2 separate regions of the Mus musculus genome follow, and region 2 is linked to region 1. The links are chromatin contacts, called in public HiChIP or PLAC-seq maps. All regions are on one chromosome and are shown on one strand. Each heading gives the region's core, a stretch centred on a gene start, on an enhancer-like site or on the middle of the called end of the contact. The rest is flanking DNA. Distances are from core to core; before and after follow the strand shown.

Region 1 (3,911 bases), core at 1,301-3,800:
GTCCTTGAAGACAAGGACATGAATTCCTCAACGCTGTCCCCAATGCCTGGCACAGAGCTTGCTCCTAAGAAAACTGTGTACCAAACATGTCTTGAATGAGTGGGATGTGTGGCTGGGTGTGGCACAGTTAGAAAGTGAGGACATTGCTGAGACTGGAGATCAAGTCCGTCCAGCATCAAACCCAATGATTCCTTACCACGGGCCAGGGGTTTGCCGTGAGCTATTATCTGGGAAGGGTTCCCTGCTTTCCTGGAGTTTGCTTGCTATCTCATCGCAAAGGTCACAGCCTTGCAAGTGCACCCGATGCACTTTCAAGGAAGTTTGTGACATTTAAAGTGTCACGAAACTCCTGCTAGCGCTAGCGTGAGGGCACAGAGCTGAGGGGTAGGAGGTGAAGTCCGAACTCCATGTGCTATGGGATAACTAAGGGAAGCAGGTCCCGCCCCACACTAGGAGTGGAGGCTGCCCAGGCTTGCCTGGTCTGCTGTGTTTCTGCAGTGCTGATGATGGCAGCTGATGGGGTGGTGGGTCTGGATTTGGACCTGGGAGGAGTTAGGGGAAGGAGTGAGCATGACTATGGTCAAAATACAAAATGGGCAAGTGTGAAATTCTCAAAACCAACATTAAGAATCTAGCAGAGGAGTAGAGTTCTTGCTTAGCATGAAGCCCTTGTTCCATACTCAGAGCCACATAAACTGGGTCTAGAGGATTCCAGCATGTGGGAAGTGCAGGCAGGAAGGTCAGGAGTTCAAGACCAGCTCGAGACCCTCCACCAGAGCTCTGCCAGACACAAAATGGCAGAAATCTCTGACTTCCCCAGGCCATTTTTTACTACAGTCTTGGAGGACAAGGGAAGTGATATCTAAAAACTTAATACAAATTCATTTCAAAAGCAATAGAAGGGAGCTAGGGAGAGAGCAGGAAAGTTAAGCGCCTCTGCTGTTCACGCAGAGCAGCCAGCGTTCAGATCCCGACACACAGGGAAAAGCAGGGTGTGGTCCTGTGAATTCCTGTAATTGCAGAACCAGGATAGCCCAGGCTTGATGGCTGACAGCCTATCCCACCAAACCAGAACCGCTCGTGCATGCATCAGGAGACCAGGCCTCAAAGGAAAACCGTGGAAACCTATCCTTGGAAGACACACAGTACCCTTCTCTGTCCTCCAAGTGCACACGCGCACGTGCGCACGCGCACACACACACACACAGACACACACACTCGAAAACAAAGCAGAAAAAAAGTGGTGTGGGGTTCTCCAATCCAGCGAGCTAAGGATGCACTGTAAGGAGTGCCAGACCGGGCAGAGGTGACCTTTAATGGCGGTGTGGAGGAGGGAGGTGCCTGCTGACTTTCCTGCCAGCCAAGTTTTGTTCATTCTAGGATGATGAAACCAGCCAGTGACAGATTGCCTTCTGGCTACATACTCTCTGTGGTATATGATGAGTTGGGGTGACAGGCAAGCCCAGGTACAGAGTTCTTGTCTTGTCTGGTCCCTGACATCCAGCGACAGAAATCTCAAGTGGGAGAAAAGTTCTTTTAAAATTTGTTTTCTATTTGGCTTCACAAGGCCTATAAGCACAGGCTGGCCCAAAACTTTCTCCATTGCTAAAAATGACCTCAAACGGGTCCTCTACCTCCTGAGTGCTGGAGTTAGAGTGCCATCATGCCTTCCAGATCTTTCTTTTTTCTTGTGTGGGTGTATATGAAAGTGCACATGCGGTGTGTAGAGATTGGAAGATAACCTTCAGGAGGCAGTCCCAGGGACTGAACTCAAGTCTTCAGGCTTGGAGACAAAGCGATGACCCGTTGAGCCATTGAACTAGCCACCAGTTAAAAAATTGGGGGTGCTGAAGAGATGCTTCAGTGGTGAAGATCGCGCTTGCTACTCTTGAAGAGGCTCGCTTCCCAGCATCTACATGGAAGTTCTCCATTGTAACTCCACTTCCAGGGGATCCAACGCCTTCTTCCAGACTCTGCAGGCACTGAACGCACATGGTGCAGAGACAGACATGCAGACAAAACACTCTGACATATAAAAATAGATATTTTGTAAAACGTATGCGTCTGTATTTTCATTCCCAAGTCTCCCACCATATGCCTCTCCCAAGCGCCTCTGAAAATTACAGTTTGCCTCTATTCCTTCCCCCACCGCCCTTAGCTTTGCTTCTTGCTTCAAACCACACAAGTCTATGCCTAGTTTCTTCTCAGGAAGAGTGAGGAGGTTGTATTAGATGACCTCCACCTTCTTTCCGCGCTTTAAAGCTTTAAATATCGTTTCGTGAGGCTTGCTTTGACCAGCCCTAACTTCTCCCCAGCGCTTTCCTCAGCTGCTGCTCCCACGTCTGACTGCAGAGGGCGCTGCAGACGCGCCAGGGCAGCTGTGCAGTGGGCGGAGCGATGGCTGTCAAAGGAGTGGCTCCAGGCGGCGCGGCGATTGGCTACTGCTATGGCGGAAGGGGGCGGGGGCGAGTGCTTAGTTGTGGGGGAGGGAGCCAGCGGCGCGGTGACATCACGGGGCTGGGGGCGGCGCCGGGGCTGGGAGCGTGTGACGCCGCAGGCCGCGGCGGACCTGGGGATTAATGGGAAAAGTTTTGGCAGGAGCTGGGGGATTCTGCGGAGCCTGCGGGACGGCGGCAGCGGCGCGAGAGGCGGCCGGGACAGGTCCGTGCGGATCGGGAGAGGCCAGCGCGGCCCGGGCTGAGGTGGATGGTGGGGTCAGGGGCTCCGAGAGCCGCTTTCCGCGCCTCTGCGGCTCGTCTATGCTCGGCTTGCGCGCTGAGGAGCCACCGCTGGGGTCTCCACCGCAGGGACCCCTGTGGTTGCTCGGAGCCGGCCTCCCTCCCTCCTCCCACCCACCCTGATCCCTCTAAAGCCCCGTGGCTTCATCTCCTCTCAATTCCAAAGAACCCCATGTCACCTCCCTTCTGACCCCCTTTCTGAGCGCCTCCCTTGCTGTCCCGCTACCCAGGCCCTCCTTGGAGATCCTTCCTGCCTCCCTCGATAGCCTTCCATCCTTGCCCTGTCGGTCAGTGCTCTCCTCCTCTCTGACCCGTTTTCGGGTTGCCCTATCCCTCCCCATCTTCTTTAGGATGTTGTGAGCCAGTCCGGTTTATCCGAGCCCCTTCTATCCTGGCTACCGGCAGAGGCCCCACTTAGGCTCAGCTCTCATCTCCTGTCCTTTTCACCTCCTGTCACCCGACTGCCTCGCTTCTAGTTTTTTTTTTTTTTTTTTTTATGCCTCTGCTTGAGGAGAACCCAGAGGTGCACGATAGGCTTCCGTTTCACCTTCAGTTGAGCTGGGAGTGGGGTGTTGAGCGCCAGCTTGACCAGATTTGTTCGGGTCACAGGTTTCACTGGGTGTTGTATTGGGAGGGATGGCCAGTTGGTAGGCCCTCGTAATCTCAGCTTTATAATACTTCCCCTTTATGAGTCTGTTGACTTCCAGGAACCCTTGGGGGAGACGGCTCTGAGTTGGGTGTGTGCCAGGGGTAGCCAGAGGCTTCATATAACTCTTTTCACCCTTTCAGGAAACAGGACTCATTTGGGATATTATGGAATGTATTTAAACCATGATACGGTGCCTTCCACGCACTGCCCTTTTCCATACAGCTAAGAGCAGAAGCTATGCCCTTGGTTTTTTTTTTTTTTTTTTTTAAAGATTTATTTATTATATGTAAGTACACTGTAGCTGTCTTCAGACACACCAGAAGAGGGTGTCAGATCTCGTTACGGATGGTTGTGAGCCACCATGTGGTTGCTGGGATTTGAACTCCGGACCTTTGGAAGAGCAGTCGGGTACCTCTTACCCACTGAGCCATCTCACCAGCCCTGCCCTTGGTTTTAAACTTGGTTTTTCCTCCCTGTACTGGCTCTAGAATGTTTGCTTACAAGTTACATTTATTTATTTCTGT
Region 2 (4,186 bases), core at 285-2,784, 780 kb after region 1:
CAGCTCCGGAAAAAAAGAAAAAAAAAAAAAATACATTAAGGAAAAAAAAAGGGCCAACCAGAGCGAGCAGAGGTCCTAAATTCAATTCCCAGCAACCACATGAAGGCTCACAACCATCTGTACTGCTACAGTGTACTCATATACATAAAATAAATAAAGAAATCTTTAAAAAAAAAAAAAGGAAGAAAGGAAGGAAGGAAGGAAGGAAGGAAGAAAGGAAGGAAGAAAGAAAAGTAAAGTCACAAGTCACAAGTGGGCTGGTCTGTGGAGGCATATTCCTTTAGGAGGCAGAGACAGGAGGATCTCCGTGAGTTCTAGGCCACCTTAGTCTACAAAGCAAATTCCAGGCCAGGCATAGGTACACATTCAGACCCCATCTCAGACAAAATGCTCCATTTGTGAAGTCCACTCCCGGGAGTGGAGAACATGCCTGATGTTGAAGTGGGTGTGTGTGTACACTGGTGTGCTGTCCAGAGTCTGAGGACAGAGCCATCGGGTTAGGAGGAAGCTGCTATCTGATGTTTGGGTGGGGTGGGGCAGGGAGCTATTCTTGCAGCGATGTGGTTTGTTTTTTTTTGTTTTGTTTTGTTTTGTTTTTTTTGTTTAGGGAAACCGTATGTACTGGCTACTTCACAGCCAAGGTGAGCTGAAGGAAGAGGAAGCAGTGAAGCTACTTCACGCCGCTGACCTTCCTATTCATCTTGAAAAAGAGCAAGATTCCCCTATGTCTCTGGGTCCTTTGCAGGGCGCCGCTGGCAGCAGCCGTTATGCGCTTTCTGACACACTTTTCCTCCGACTCTTCTGCCACTTTTCCCTGTCCTCCAGCTCGGTCCCTTTTCTCGAATTTTAACAGTCTGCAGTCCACGGGCGGGGATCTTAAGGTGAGGGGAAGCCCGGTACCCCCTGATCGCGGACTAGGGGGACAGCCTCCAAGGTCCCACACCTACCCCGGGGTGGGGGGAGCTCTCGAAGTGCAGACACCCTCTGGTTCTCTCATCCTAAGGTGCAGAGTGGTACTGACCGAGGTCAGAGGGGACGAGCCGGTGGCAGCAGACACACAAAGCTGGCGACTAGGAAAGGAGGGAGCGGCTGCCTGTCCCGGTTGAGGACAGAGGCGTAGAAAGAGAGGGACGGACAAGGGGGCTCTGGGGACCACAGAGAGAACGCTGACAGGAGCCCTGGAGTGCACAGGAGCTGTGGGACGGCCGGACGAGGCGGCAAGCCTGAGGCGACGGCCGGGAGACACTCACCAGACCCAGGGGGGAGGGAGGCGCGGGGCCGACGGCTACAGAGACGGCGCAGACGCGACGTGCGGGCGGCTCCAGAGCGACCGCGACACGCCGGGGACTCCGAATGAGCGCAGCTGCCGATCCGCGACAGGACAGGACAAAAGGAAGAACCCCAACTGCCGGAAAAGACGGCGGCGCGGAGGGGCCAAGGCTCCCCCGGTACCCCCTCAGACTGTGGAGAGGGGCCGCCGCGGCTGAGACTGCGCATGCGCCCCCCGCCAGCGGCGCTCGCCGGGCAGCGGGACTGCGCGTGCGCGGCGGCGCCCCGCCCACATTTCACCCCTCACCCGACTGCGCCTAGCCGAGGAGGCCCTACGAGTGCAGAGCGGGGCGGGCTCCCTGGTGGCTTTGTGATGGGCTGGACTAGCTGGCCTTTGTTATGTTACTTTTTCTTTTGAAATAATTATAGACTCGCCAGAAGTTACAAAACGAAAACCTGGAAGTTCCGTAAAAGCCAACACCCACCCAGCTTCCCTCAAGGTCTTACATAAGGCACCGGGCTCTGCACCCGGAAATTAACATTGGCTCTCTATCAACTAAACCAATGCAATCAACTACCGTGACGGGGATTTAGCATTTGGCGTGCACTCGCTGGATGATGTCTTTAGTTCTCTGAAATTTAATCTGAGTTTTACCCCATCCTCCTTGACTTCAGATCATTGTGGCCATAAGTCTGTTGGAACCCGTGGCCCTTCCTATTTTTCGTTATTGTAAAGGATTAACGTGCCTTTGTTTGGGATCAGGTGATCTCTCACACCTAACACCTCTCCATTGTGCACAACTTAAAGCCTCTCATTGATTTCCAGAGAACTGAGCCCAGTGCCCTCGATTAGAAAGTTTTAAAGTCCTGAAAAAACGATGAATGGCTCCCTAGAAAGGAGTCCTCTGGGAGCAAGCGAGAAGAGAGCTCCCTCCTGTTAGTCACTTCCCAAGCCGCCCCTAGTAAGTGTTCTGATTTTCCCTTTTCTTTTATGTTTTTTTGTTTTGTTTTTTGTTTTTCGAGGCAGGGTTTCTCTGTGTAGCCCTGGCCGTCCTGGAACTCACTTTGTAGACCAGGCTGGCCTCGAACTCAGAAATCCACCTGCCTCTGCCTCCCAAGTGCTGGGATTACAGCAGGTGTGTGCCACCGCCACCACCACCACCACCACCACCACCACCCCCGCTTTGATTTTGGTTTGGTTTTTTTTTTTTGGTTTTTTTTTTTTTTTTTGGTTTTTCGAGACAGGGTTTCTCTGTATAGCCCTGGCTGTCCTGGAGCTCACTTTGTAGACCAGGCTGGCCTCGAACTCAGAAATCCGCCTGCCTCTGCCTCCCGAGTGCTGGGATTAAAGGCGTGCGCCACCACCGCCCGGCTGATTTTGTTTTTAATTGCATTGTAATTATTGAATTCATTATCTTGCTAATACTTTTTTTACTTTTTTTTTTTTTTTTTTTTGCCTCTTAAAATTTTTTTGAGACAGTCTTATGTAGCTCAGGGTCTCAGGGTAACACAAACAACGTGTTGCTGAGGGTAAACCTTGAACTCTCGAAATCCTCCTGCCTTAGCCTCTCAAGTCCTGATGTGGGTTACATCATGTCTCTCATTTGAAAATAAATTCCCAAGCAGGGGTAGTGGTGCCTGCTGCTACTTCCCCCTTTCCTCTTCCCCACAGGGCAACGCTCATCAGCTGACTCTGAGTACTTTTTCCAACACAGATCCAGAATGGGGCTTGATGTGCAATGGCCTGGTGCTTCTCAGGCACTGGTGTGCGTTGGCCTGGTGCTTTCACTGTGTGCATACAAATAGCCCCCTAAGACTATAGGGGCTGGGTAGAGGGCTCAGCAGTTAAGAACATACAGAGAGTCGGGCAGTGGTGGTAAACACCTGTAATCCCAGCACTTGGGAGGCAGAGACAGGCAGATTTCTGAGTTTGAGGCCAGCCTGGTCTACAGAGTGAGATCCAGGAAAGCCAGGGCTTCACAGAGAAACCCTGTCTCAAAAAACCAAAAAAAAAAAAAAAAAAAAACAAACAAACAAAAAACCACACAGTGAGTGCTCTTACAGAAGACACAAGTTCAGTTCCTAGCACCCACATGATGGCTCCCAACCATTTGTAACTCCAGCCTCAGGAAATCTGATGTAGATGTGTTTTTTTTGGCTACTTTATAGGGTTCTTATATATCTACTGCCCTTCCAATTGTCCAACACTAAATAGGACAGAATGAAACTTAGAGGGGAAAGGGGACATAGACCTCTTTAGACTGCTCAAGGGCATTCAGTTCCTTGGGGGCAAGTCTAATCTTAGTTGTCAGAATAGCTTCAATCCAGCAATAGCAGGAGAAGCAGGGTTGGGGGAGGAAGAAGAGGAAGAGAAACCAGGAGCAGGGGATCCTCAGCCACTCCAGGCCCTCTCAAGGGTCTTGCATTTACACTTTCTCAAGAGCCCTTAGAAGGCCATACTAATAAACGATCTGAATCTGATTAAAATAAAAATCACGCCCCTCCTAGAGCAGGAAACAAACATAGTCAGCGGCTGCGGACAATCTGAAGCAACCCCATATACGCCACACCTGGGATTAAGACAAAAACATATAAACATAACATCATTGGGTTTCAAAGACACCAAAACTCTCCAATCCAATGTTGTCCTCTGGCCTCCTCTTGCACTGCACGTATGTAATACACAGGCACAACACACCTACACACATAAATTAAAAATTAGTGGGGTTGCGTGTGGAGGTGCAAAACAGGGCTAGAGAGAGAGATGAGTGTTTAAGAGTATACATTGCTCTGTGCAGGTTCCCAACATTCATGCTGGAGATCTCATAAATGCCTCGAACTTTCGCAGATCCTCCACAGGCACCTACACTCACATACATTACCCTACCACACACAAGCACACATACACACACACACA

The links. HiChIP or PLAC-seq counts read pairs in DNA pulled down with a chosen protein or histone mark.
Region 2: a contact with region 1 is called in an H3K27ac HiChIP or PLAC-seq map of microglia, with 6 times the contacts expected there. The contact joins the promoter of Stk38 here to the promoter of Ppard in region 1. A contact is called at or near these places in 2 of 115 datasets of contacts at active chromatin or transcription factors (memory CD8 T cells and microglia).

Annotation. Positions count from the first base shown.
Region 1 is chr17:28,230,204-28,234,114 of GRCm38.p6, forward strand. It overlaps Ppard (peroxisome proliferator activator receptor delta), which reads left to right and starts at 2,551. Exons shown (of 8, transcript NM_011145.3): 1 at 2,551-2,661.
Region 2 is chr17:29,006,461-29,010,646 of GRCm38.p6, forward strand. It overlaps Stk38 (serine/threonine kinase 38), which reads right to left and starts at 1,535. Exons shown (of 14, transcript NM_134115.3): 1 at 1,251-1,535.